2 separate regions of the Mus musculus genome follow, and region 1 is linked to region 2. Evidence: chromatin contacts called from public HiChIP or PLAC-seq data. All regions are on one chromosome and are shown on one strand. Each heading gives the region's core, a stretch centred on a gene start, on an enhancer-like site or on the middle of the called end of the contact. The rest is flanking DNA. Distances are from core to core; before and after follow the strand shown. Region 1 has its middle 26 kb from the start of Ina. Region 2 overlaps Cnnm2 (cyclin M2).

Region 1 (5,682 bases), core at 1,378-3,877, 150 kb after region 2:
ACACACACACACACAGAGGCATACACACATAAACACACAACACATACATACATGCACACACACACACAGGCATACACACATAAACACACAACACACACACACACACACACAGAGGCATACACACATAAACACACAACACATACATACACGCACCCACAGATTTTATTCAGCTGTTAAAAAAAGAAATTATAATATTTCTAGGAAAATGAAGAAAACTTTAAAATTGTATACTAACTGAGGTAACCCAAGGTCAGAAAGACAAATGTTGCATGTTCTCCTCATATGCAGATCCCAGCTTTGAATTTTTAGTTTTTTGCATTTCATACCTGCAGAAGCCAGAAAACCAGAAGAAAGCCGTGGGGGGGAGGGGGGGATGGCCGAAGAGGGGGAGGGAAGTAGAAAGGTAGAGATGCTTCAGGAGGGAAAGGGTGGGGGATGGGGACGCAAGGGGGTTAGGAGGTTAGCCAGACTGAAGGAGATATGAAAAAAAAAAAAAACCCATAAGGGAACCTAATATCCAATAACCCCATTTAAAATGCAATTTTAATTTCAGCCGGCCGTGTTGGCACACGCCTTTAATCCCAGCACTAGGGAGGCAGAGGCAGGCGGATTTCTGAGTTCGAGGCCAGCCTGGTCTACAAAGTGAGTGCCAGGACAGCCAGGGCTATACAGAGAAACCCTGTCTCGAAAAAAAAAACGAAAAAAAAAAAAAAAAAAGATGTAATTTCAGTGTTGGAGAGATGGCTCAGCAGTTAAGAGAACCTGCTGCTCCTCCACAGGATGTGAGTTCGGATCCTAGCAGCCATGTCAGGCAGCTCACGACTGCCTTAGGAGTTACTGCACTGGAGGGCAAAGGAACAGGGCCAGGCTGAGCGAGCAGGGGCACCGCCTTCTCTTCCAATGTGCGAGACACTTACAGCATCAGCTCATGGCTACCAGAAGAGGCCTTGCTGGGATGAGTTTTTGAGTAGTCAGAAAGAAGTCAGGAAGGACAAAGGCAAGAGGAAGGGAAGGGAGATATAATGATGGGGGTGGGGTGGGGGTGGTACTAAGGTCCCCAACCCAGGGTGTGTACTCAGATGAGAAGTGGTAAAAGAAGAAAGGGAGCCATTACTGCCTTTAAAAAACCATGCATGTGTGTGTGTGTGTGTGTGTGTGTGTGTGTGTGCGCGCGCGCGCGCACACACACATGTAGCAGCTGGAAGACAATCTCGGGTTTCATCATCAGGCCATCTGCCTCCTTGGAGACTGAGCCTTTTCCTGACTAGACAGCCCCAGGGATCCTCCTGTCTCTGCCACTCCAACGATGGGATTACAAGGGCACACCATCACACCCAAAAATCTTTACATAGGTTCTGGGGATTGAACTCAGATCCTGTGCAAGCATTTTACCAACCGAGCCATCTCCGAAGCCCAAGGCCATTTATTTTCAAAGAGAGATGCAGGCAGGCAGGCAGGCAGGCAGGCAGGCAGTTGGGAGCAGGCTTGGGTATTGGGGAAGTAAGCAGGCTAAAGACAGGACGTTCTGGCCAGAAACCAGAAGGCTGGCATTGCTGAGCCCCAGTGTCATGACAAGATCCGGGGTGTGCCTGACTGAAGTGGCAGTCATGTCGTCACAGGTCGGGAATGGTGAAGTGATTCAAGTCTGGTAGTTCAACATAGTCTCTACATGCAAGGAGCTGAAGCAGGGGGATTGGTGTGAGTTTGAGGTCATGGGTGGGATATGCAGGCAATTACAGATCAGGACAGATTGTAAAATGACATCCTGCTTTTAAAAATATATAATAACCAAGAATCTGAAATAAATGATCCTCAGGAATCAGAAAATAAGTGTCTGGTAAGTTCTGTCTTCGGAGGGTTGAAGAAAAGGCCCAAGTAGGGAAAGTGGCTACAACTCAACCGCTCAGGTCAGGAAATGCTGTGGTCTTGCTTGAACAAACGGTCCTTACGCTACAGCCTCCACGAGAGTCAGTACAACTATCCAAACACAGATTCGCGGGGCCAACAGTGGCTGTGCTCTGGGGCTAAGGAGCTACATTCTAAATTCAGCTGCTCTGGGGTCCAGAAATCATGTCGTTAATGACTCTGAAGATGGTGGTTCACGGCGCTGAGAAGCCGTGCTCACAGAGAGGAAGAACAATGAGTTGGCAGAAATTCTGGTCAGCTCTATATCGCGCTGAGGAATAAGGAGCTCAATTTACAAGTCCCCTCTGGGAAAGAAAACACTAACAAAATGCGTTTTAGAAAGACAAGGCAGTTTTAATGAAAAGGGGTGCCACGCCCTGAAGAGACCCAGGGGTCTCCCCCTCCCCCCCAGGGAAAGTCATTGTGCAGAAAGATAAAACTGTTCTGTACCCATTACCCAGCCGCACCCTCCTGCACTCCTAGGAGACTGCTCTGCTGAGCAGATAAGTAGTGTGGTCTCTAACAACCACACAAAAGACCTGCACAGAGCCAGGTGGGGGCACTGCCTGCTGTAAAGGTCTGCCTGAGTCACCCCTGACAGGAACCAGCTTCTCCTAGCCCTGGAGTTTTCTTCACTATCTGTGATTGGGCTCCCCTAGTCTCTGGGCAAAAGAAAGAAAGAATAAATATTAACTAAAGGTGCAGCTGTGGCAGGGTGCCCAGGCACTCCCCTCCCTTCAGCCTCCTTGCCCCCTGACCCAGAGGCTGGAACCAACCGCTGGGCTCTCAGGTTCATGATCTGCTTGGCTGCTCCTGCAGAAAGAGGGGAGAGGCGAGCATTTCTCTGCATAGCCCTGGATGGCAACCAGCCATTCATTGGCGGGAGGGGCCTTTACAGGTGGCTAAAGTGATGTATAGTCACTGCTGGGGCCTCCTGGACTCAAGTAGCTGACCCATATGATCTCCAAGTCAGCCAAAGCCAAGGCCCACATTCCTTCCATGTGTTACACTTCACCAGTTGTTACATTGTGTTATATTGTGTTACATTATGTTACATTAACCAGTAGCCAGCTAAGCAGATTGTATTCGTCACTGGGTGGTAGGGTGGGATAATTAGAGACCCAGTGATAAATTATTTGTTCAATGAGAATAATAATGCCTGCCTCACTCCTTGGCTATTGAATTAAAGAGATGTTAAAGAAATGAAAACTAAAGAAATAAATTCGTAAGTATTTTTTTTTTAAAAACATCTTTCAGGATGGGGAGATGGCCTTGTGGGTAGATACCCAGAAGCCATTGCAGTAGTGTGCATTGCTGAACTGCGTCCTGCCTTGCCGCTGGGATGCCTGGGCACAGCTGGCATGCAGCTCGGGGGAGGCAGAACGAAGTCCCCAGAATGGTGGTCTGCTGCGGGGTCTGGGACCTATGCCGTGGTTCCCAGTCTCCTATGTACCTGGGCGCCACTGGCATACAGCTGGGAGTCGGGGCACAGGGTCCATGGTCCATGCTTCCCCTTGGGGCATCCATGCACTGGACAGGAAGGGGAAGACAGAGTCCAGGAAGGGCGGGACCAGTCTGATTACAAGTGAGCTCTGGAAGAAGAGAGAGAAGGACTTCTTCGGGAGTTTAGGCGAGGCTCTTTAAGATGAAGGCCTTCCCCGCAGCTTGCTTGGTCATATTGGTTTATTTGATGGTGGATATTAATTGCATACACTTCACTCAGGGTGAACCGGGGATCAAATACCTTTTGCGGGAAGGAGTGCACAGGAAGGGAAGCTAATTGGCTGAACCCTCAGGGGCTTATCTAGGTACCTCATTAGTGTGGAGTACTTGAGGTTTTTTATGCCACATGACTGATCACCACGGTCCTCAGTGGGGTGTTGTGGTTTCTGTTCCAGGGCAGGTAGAGGCGGCAGGGAACGGCTCCGCTCCTGCCGGTCTCAATCCCGAGATCCCTGGGACTTGCGCTCACTCAGCCTGACCACTTCTCATGCCTGCCTGGTAACAAGCTCCCATATGCCCTACAGTGCATCATCCTAGCATTTCTACAGCAACACAGACAGAAGAATTCCCAGACGCTTGTGGGCCACTTACCCTAGGGTTGCACCAGAGAACAAGAGACCCTATTTCAAACAAGATGGGATGCAAAGACCAACATCCAAAGTTGTTTCTGATCTCTACATGTGAGCCAGGGCAGGTGTGGTGCCCACACTCACAGACATGAAAACACACGTGCATGCACACACAAACACACAGACACACCAGACAGATACATGCAAACATATCAATAGTTTTAAAAGAAAGTGGGGGGTGGCAGGGAATGGCTCAGTGGGTAAGAGCACCTGACTGCTCTTCCGAAGGTCCGAAGTTCAAATCCCAGCAACCACATGGTGGCTTACAACCATCCATAAAGAGATCTGACTCCTTCTTCTGGAGTGTCTGAAGACAGCTACAGTGTACTTACATATAATAAAAATAAATAAATCTTTAAAAGAAAGAAAGAGAGAGAGAGAGAGAGAAAGGAAGGAAGGAAGGAAGGAAGGAAGGAAGGAAGGAGGAAGGAAGGAAGGAAGGAGGAAGGAAGGAAGGAAGGAAGGGGAGTGTGGTGTCTCGTGCCTTTAATCCCAGCACTCAAGACACAGAAGCAGACAGATCTCTCTGTGAGCTCAGTGCCATCTGGTCACCGTGGCAAGTTGTAGGTCAATCAAGTGCTACATAGTGAGATCGCAAAAATTAAAAAACAAATAACTAGCCGGGCGTGGTGGCACACGCCTTTAATCCCAGCACTTGGGAGGCAGAGGCAGGCGGATTTCTGAGTTCGAGACCAGCCTGGTCTACAAAGTGAGTTCCAGGACAGCCAGGGCTATACAGAGAAACCCTGTCTCGAAAAACCAAAAAAAAAAAAAAAAAAAAAACCCAAACAAAACCAAACCAAACCAAACCAAAACCAAAACAAAAAAAAACCAAAAACAAATAAATAGATTTCTTAAAACCTTGAGTAATACATTTCAACTCCTGACCTTTAGGTCCTGACACTCACCACGCAGGCTCTGCTTGCAATGATCAGCACTGCGACCTCTATTCAAAGTGTTCCACTAACCAAGACCTTGGCTCAAATCCTAAGTTGGGCAAGGGACAAGCTGTTGGTCAACACTGCCCCCTAGTGGTAAATTTACCAACTGCACAGAGACCGGCCACCAGTCTTTCTCTGGGCTCACTGGGTAACTCCTGGAAAAACCTTAAACTCCTTGCCCCCGAAACAGCCTTAGGCTCAATCCCAGCCAAGAGCCAGTCTGCTCTCTGTGTGGCTTATGTCTTTGTACTTCATAAGTGGTACTCATCCGTACTTTAAATCTTTAGCAAAATCCTGTTCAGATCCTGACTCGTCCAAAAGAACCCTGACCCTAATCAGCCCAAATCTCCCCAAACTTTCTTCAATGTCTCCTTTATTGGGTTAGTTGCCTGTATGAGTTATTTCTAAACTATAGAGGTGTATATATATATATATATATACATATATATATACACATATATATATACACATACACATATATATGTGTATATATATATATATGTATATATAATTCCCGTTTTACAAAACTGTTCGAACAGTTTTCAGAGCCTGAGCTAACTACATATATTCTTTTTTTTTTAAGATTTTTTTTTAATATGATGTGCACACTTCAGACACACCAGAAGAGGGCATTGATACCCATTACAGATGAGCCACTGTGTGGTTGCTGGGAATTGAACTCAGGACCTCTGGAAGAGCAGTCA
Region 2 (6,213 bases), core at 3,546-6,045:
GGCTCCATGTCAAACCCTCTCTGTTAACAGAGTCAGCGTGGAATTTGTCTCCGTTCTGCCGGGGACTGAAGCGAGAGGAGAGGCGTGGGAGGGAGGGGGAATGACTTGAACTCAGTTGCTCAGCTTGGATCCACACCCAGCCCTGTCTAATTTTAGAGTTTCAGCTTGTCATCACGGATGGTGCTCTCTGGGGGCCTGTCACACGTATTTGAACTTTAAAAAAATGTGACTTTTTGGTGTGGGATCATTGACCAAGGACATGCTCTCTTCTGGATGGCAGGCCAGGATCCAGGGTGATGTCCTGCTGCCTGCTCCTCTAAGGCTTGCGACAGGTGGTGGTTTTGAGGGAGGCGGATCTTTTCACAAGGATCTTTATAAAAGCGAGTGAACGCTGAGTTCTTCTGACCATTCGCATGCTCATTTGTTTGGTAAAGTAAATACACGACTTTTTCTGCTTGACAGCCTGGCCTATTTCAATAGTAGAGTCTTGAAGTGCAGGCCAAATTCATGTTGTGTATTTAAGAAGACAATGACAATTCTTTGAAGATATTCTCAACCTCAACAGGAAGGAGCCTAGGGTTTGATTTTCTACTTGTTTCCAAACTGCCTCCATCTGGGGACAAATGCTATTGTAACTTGTATAAAATTTGGTGCCAATCGGAGTTAAAATGATAAAACCTGTACAATTAAATTAGGAAATGAATGTCTGTTTATGTACAAGACCTTAGATTAGGCAACAATTGGTCAGTCTTCTGGGAAACAGTTGCTAAATTCACTGTCAGTGGGCAGTCGCTCACCGTCCTTATTTATAGTATTGCGTTCCAGGAAGAACAAGTCTCTTCTTGAGACAAGGTCTCACAAAGTGACCACCACCTTTCCATTTCTTGATAGTGATTTGAGCTAGTTATTCACCACGTGCTGAGAACAGTATACAGGGCACCGTGCTAGTCTCCAGCGCTGGAGCCATCAAAGTGAGCCCTGCCTGTAAGAATCTCAGAGGCTTGAAAGAGAGTTCCCTAGAGGAGAGCGGTGGCTCTGTGGGTGGCTCTAGGAAATGCAGCTGTGCAAGGCTACTGCACCCACCTGGTGATAAGGGTAAGGTTAGGGAGCCACCAGGGAGACACACTGTATGAACGGTGTCTTTGAAGAAGTCTAGCTATGAAGGAACCCAGGGTGGCCTGTATTTGTCACAAAGAGAATAGTGTACCTAGGTTCAGGAGTTACAAGGAGTGTACCTGGGGTGGAACGAGAAGATTCTAAGACAGGGCTGAAGAAGCCTCTCATCGTGACAAGTGTCGTGGCTCACGGACTGCATTGGAATCCTAAGGAGCATGGGAGACCATGGCTGCATTGGAATCCTAAGGAGGATGGGAGACCATGGCTGCATTGGAATCCTAAGGAGGATGGGAGACCATGGCTGCATTGGAATCCTAAGGAGGATGGGAAACCATGGCTGCATGGAATCCTAAGTAAGATGGGAGACCATGGCTGCATTGGAATCCTAAGGAGGATGGGAGACCATGGCTGCATGGAATCCTAAGTAGGATGGGAGACCATGGCTGAACAGCAGAAGAGTGGCATTCATTCTCGCTTTCAGAGAGACTGCCATGGCAGCAGAGAGATGCTTTGATGGGATGGCCTGAAGTTTGAAAGTTTATTCAAAAGGGCTATGGCAGCTTGGGAGAAGAAGGCGTGGAGGCTTAGAGCCAGAGCAGACCAGTTCTCACCGAGGGGATTATGAAGTCAGGTGTACTTGGAAGTTGGTTACCTTCCGAGCATAGTGTAGGGGGCAGCAGGTCACAGCAGGATAAAACCAGAAGGACACAGAAGGAGGGCGGAATTCAATTGAGTATGCCAACTCCCACGCGGTTCAGAGGGATGGATCATAAGTGGAGGAGCGGATTGGTAAAGTAGATGATAGGTTTAGCTTTGAACATGTTGGATCTGGGATCCTCGTGGAACAATGAGAGATGACTGACTGAGCATAGGATGTTTCTTAATGTATTTATTCCCTTGGTAGGTTTTACTAGGTAGCCCGCCCCAAGTGCTGGCATTATATTATTAAGCCACCATGCCTGGCTAGATGGATTGGGAGTGGGGTTCATGTTTGCAAGGCTGGCCTTGAGCTCCTGACTCTCCTGCCATCATCTCCTGAGTGCTGGGTATCAGCACGTGTCACTACCCCAGGTTGGTAGATGGAACACTTTTATGTCTAAAGTTTGTAAGGCTGGACAGCAGATGATGATGTATAGGTCTTAGGAGTTTCCAGCCTGTGCTCTGCCTACCTTTATGAAACTATTTTAGTACAAAATCAGAAGTGTGTTTACGAGGAAATAGAAGGAGCTCACGTGACACACAGTGGCTTGAGCCACTCCAGGGCCTGGGGAAGCACTCTGGAAGATATGTTCATGTATTGTATGTCTTTACAAGTCCTGAAAGCCTAATATTTAACAGTCAGCCATGGTTATTTGTCCCACCTCAAGTTCTCTTCTTTTCTGTGCGGTGCTGATGCAGGGATCCTAGGCATTCTAGGATCCAGCTATAAGGAGGATTAAGAAAGGAAGCACTTGGCATAGGCAGAGTGGGGTCTGTCCATCAGGTGTCTGCGGCCACTCTGCAGTTTAGGTAGTGCTAGTCATGCCAGAGTAGGAATGATATCCAGAGTGGCCTGCCACTGAGCCACCCTATGTGGTATATGACAAAGAAGCAGGACCCTTCTTTTACTGGGATGTGTGTTGTGTCCAAGGCCTCTGGTGCTGAAGTCATTCAAGCAGAAGAGTGTGTCATGTGCTAAGCCAAAACCTGGACGATAGAAAAACTTCAGCTCAGCTTGAGGCCAGCTAGAACATCAGCCTGACAGAAGAGCATGTGCAGAACTCCTCCTGTGACACTCAATCCTAGAGAGTTGGGAAGTGAAGTAACAGGCAGACGCAGAATCCGAAGACACCAGCACCTCGGCTGCAGGCAACAGGTGTGCAGCCTGTCGGGAGGCTGGTGAGATGCTGTCAGAATTGACTGCTTGGGTGTGAATCGGGAAGTGTTCCTCCCACAGACATTACTTCTGCCCTATTTCTGGGCTCAGATGCATAACTGCAGAGTTTCAAGAGACATTCCAAGGCAGGAAGTAGGAGGCACATTGAGCTGTCTGTCACAACTGAGTTGATGTCTACTTGTGGGGTTTCAGTGCAGAGCAAGTCCACACTGGAGTGCAGTGTGCAGCTGGACACCTTGGCCAAGGAGAGAGGCCGAGGCTGAGAATTCTGAAGAGGAATCTTAGGGGGCTTTATGTGACTAACAGGGCACGGTGGCACATGTTTGTAATCCCAGAACAATTGGGCAATGGGGGCATGTGGATCAGGGTTCAAGGCTCCACAGCAAACCAGAGGCAAGTCTTTACATGACTGTTGGGGTTCAGTGCACATCAATTCCTAATCAAAATAAGCATGTTACCTTTTATGATTGCACACAATAGAGTGTAGAAGCGCAAGTCTCCATGTTGTTCTTATGGAGCTTACTCTGAAGGACACAACTTGTCAATTTAAACCACAATACCATTGGCTTTTTCCTATAGTTTTTTTTTAATTGGTTATTTTATTTATTTACATTTCAAGTGTCATCTTTCCCAGTTTCCCCTCCGCAAACCCCCTACCATACTCCCCTACCCCTGCCTCAATGAGGGTGTTCCCCCACCCACCTGCCCACTCCTGCCTCACCGCCCTAGCATCCCCCTACGCTGGGGCATTGGACCTCCACAGGACCAAGAGCTTCCCCTCCCATTGATGCCAGATAAGGCAATCCTCTACTACATATGCAGTTGAATATTAGCCCCAAAACACGGAATACCCATGATATAACTCACAGACCATATGAAGCTCAAGAAAAAGGAAGATCAAAGTGTGGATGCTTCAGTCCTTAGAAGGGAAAACAAAATATTTACGGGATGTAGAGGGAGGGAGGGAGAGATCTGAGAGGGAGAGAGGAAGATGGGGGGAAGGGGGCAGGATCACGTGTGGGAGGAGACTGGGGGAGAAGTACAGAGGGTCATGAAACTGAATGGAGGTGTGTAGCAGTGGGGGTGGGGAACTGGGAGTAGCCACTAGAAAGTCCCAGATAACAGGGATGTAAGAGGTTCCCAGGACCCAACGGGGATGACATTAGCCTAAATACCCAATAACGGGGAGATAGAGATAGAATCTGTAGAGACCATAGCCAGTGGTTAGGCAGGGCCCCCAGTTGAGGGATGGGGCCACCCACTCATCTCAAAACTATTAACCAAGAATTGCTCCTGTCTCAAGGAAATGCTGGGACAAAGAGTGGAGCAGAGACTGAGGGAAAGGCCATCCAGAGACTGCCCCACCTAGTTTTTCTAAGAATGTACAAATAACACAGATGGGAACATTCCCTGAATAATATAGATTTTTCTTACTACAAGTAGGGTAGTTTCCATAACCACTTATTACTTACTGTTTTGTTCCTTAAGAGTTAAAGTTCTTCCATAACATAGATGTACTAGTACTTTTTAGACCAGGCTTCTATTGGTGAACACGGGGATATGTATGTGTGTGCATGTTATATGTGTGCACACTCACATGCATGTGTGCATATACGTGTATTAAATATAACCCATTCAGTCTGTATAGAATTGCTTGCATCTATGTTTTCAGGGCTGGCTGTTTGGTATTGGCTAACCAATGGTAAGCTCTTCCCTGGGAAGGCTGTTTCTCCCACTCTCAGCATTCCTTAGTTGTCTGTAGTTCTTTGTCTAGGTTTGAGGCCTTGTGCCCTTGACCCCTTTCACATTAGCATGTCTTTTGGAGTCATTCAAGTTCAGATCCTGTTTAGCCAACCATGTGGATGAGACATCCTGGGTGTAGCTTCTCTGACATTTCTAGGAGATACAGTCTCACAGCAAGCCTCCTGTTGCTTTAACACTGACCGTCTTTTCATGCCCTCTTCCACAGTGACCCCTGAGCCTTCCGTGCAGGGGCTGTGCTGTGGATGGATGAATCCGTTGGGACTGGGGTCCACAACTCTGTGTTTTGATCAGTTATGATTTGTGTAGTGGTCTATCTGTTGCAGAGGGAAGCTTCCTTGATGAGGGGCGAGGACTACACTCTAGGTTGTCTTCTGATCCGCACACATATGCTACAGCATGTGCTTCCCTGCTTTCACGCTTGTGAACATGCACCACATACTATAATAGGCAAATAAAAAAAGTTAAAAAATTGAGTGGGAGGAGATGGCTCAGCTGTAAAAGCATTTACGTTGTTCAACTCTGCCAGCCTGAGTCTGATGCCCAGGGCAGATAGAGCTGGCTCCTGCTGTGGCAGAACTGGTAAAATCATTTGGAGGAGGAAAGACTTGCTATGGCTCAAGGTTTGGGGGGGGTCTCAGCCAGGGGATACTTGGTCCCATTTCCCCTGGGCTTCTGGTGACAGAACATAGCTGGGGCTTCCTCACTGTCATCAGGAAGCACAGAGAGAGCAGGAGGAAGGGGCCAAGGACAAGATGTTGCTTTAGAGTACATACTGTTGGCGCTGGGGGCTGCCAGTGGTTAAGAGTGCTTTCTGTTTATCCAGACAACCTGAATTTGGTTTCCAACACTCACATTGGGTGGCTCGAGACCACCTGTAACTCCAGCTCCAAGGGACCTGACCCTCTCTTCTGACGTGGAGGGCACTTGAATACATGTGCATACATGTGAGATATACATACATGCACAGAGGATTAAATACAAAAAATTTAAACCCTGATATGCAGATTTTTTTTTTTTTAGACTCAACACTTGTTATCCAGAGGGCAGGAAAATCTGTAAGTTCGGAACCAGCTAGGGCTGTATTTGAGAGCCCATCTTTTAAGCGTGTGTCCGGGGCGGGCGGAGGGGGGCAGCATGCATGCACTTGTGCACTCTTTAAGTAAGATCCCTGTCTTGTTTCCACCAACTCCCAATAACCCATCTTCAAATTATGATGTCACCTAGTGGGTTGGTCCAACAGTGAGGTCAGCATACTCGGGATCTAGTCACTTCCCCAAAGCCCGTCTCTGCACACTGCTGCATCAGGGACCATGCCTTCAACATGGGATATTTAATATCCCAAGCATGATTTTGGGAGAATTTTTAGATACACTGAAGGAAAAGCAGGCAGTAGAAGGGTGGGAGGAATGGTAAAGAGGTTTAAAGAAGAAAATGTTGGATTTTAAAACTCGCTGAAT

What was found. HiChIP or PLAC-seq counts read pairs in DNA pulled down with a chosen protein or histone mark.
Region 1: an H3K27ac HiChIP or PLAC-seq map of embryonic stem cells shows a contact between it and region 2, with 2.4 times the contacts expected there. The contact joins two enhancer-like sites. A contact is called at or near these places in 1 of 484 Hi-C or Micro-C datasets (erythroid progenitors) and 3 of 115 datasets of contacts at active chromatin or transcription factors (embryonic fibroblasts and embryonic stem cells).

What each region holds. Positions count from the first base shown.
Region 1 is chr19:46,986,289-46,991,970 of GRCm38.p6, forward strand. It overlaps a transcript of Nt5c2 not described here. Among named protein-coding and RNA genes, the nearest start is that of Ina, 26 kb to the right of the region's middle. Within about 2 kb of position 2,628, at least 127 of the 459 cell types and tissues checked have an H3K27ac peak or open chromatin away from gene starts, as enhancers often do. A contact at or near this core is called in embryonic stem cells, where this site is marked.
Region 2 is chr19:46,831,491-46,837,703 of GRCm38.p6, forward strand. The region is part of intron 1 of Cnnm2 (cyclin M2); the gene reads left to right. Among named protein-coding and RNA genes, the nearest start is that of Cnnm2, 73 kb to the left of the region's middle. Within about 2 kb of position 4,796, at least 17 of the 459 cell types and tissues checked have an H3K27ac peak or open chromatin away from gene starts, as enhancers often do. A contact at or near this core is called in embryonic stem cells, where this site is marked.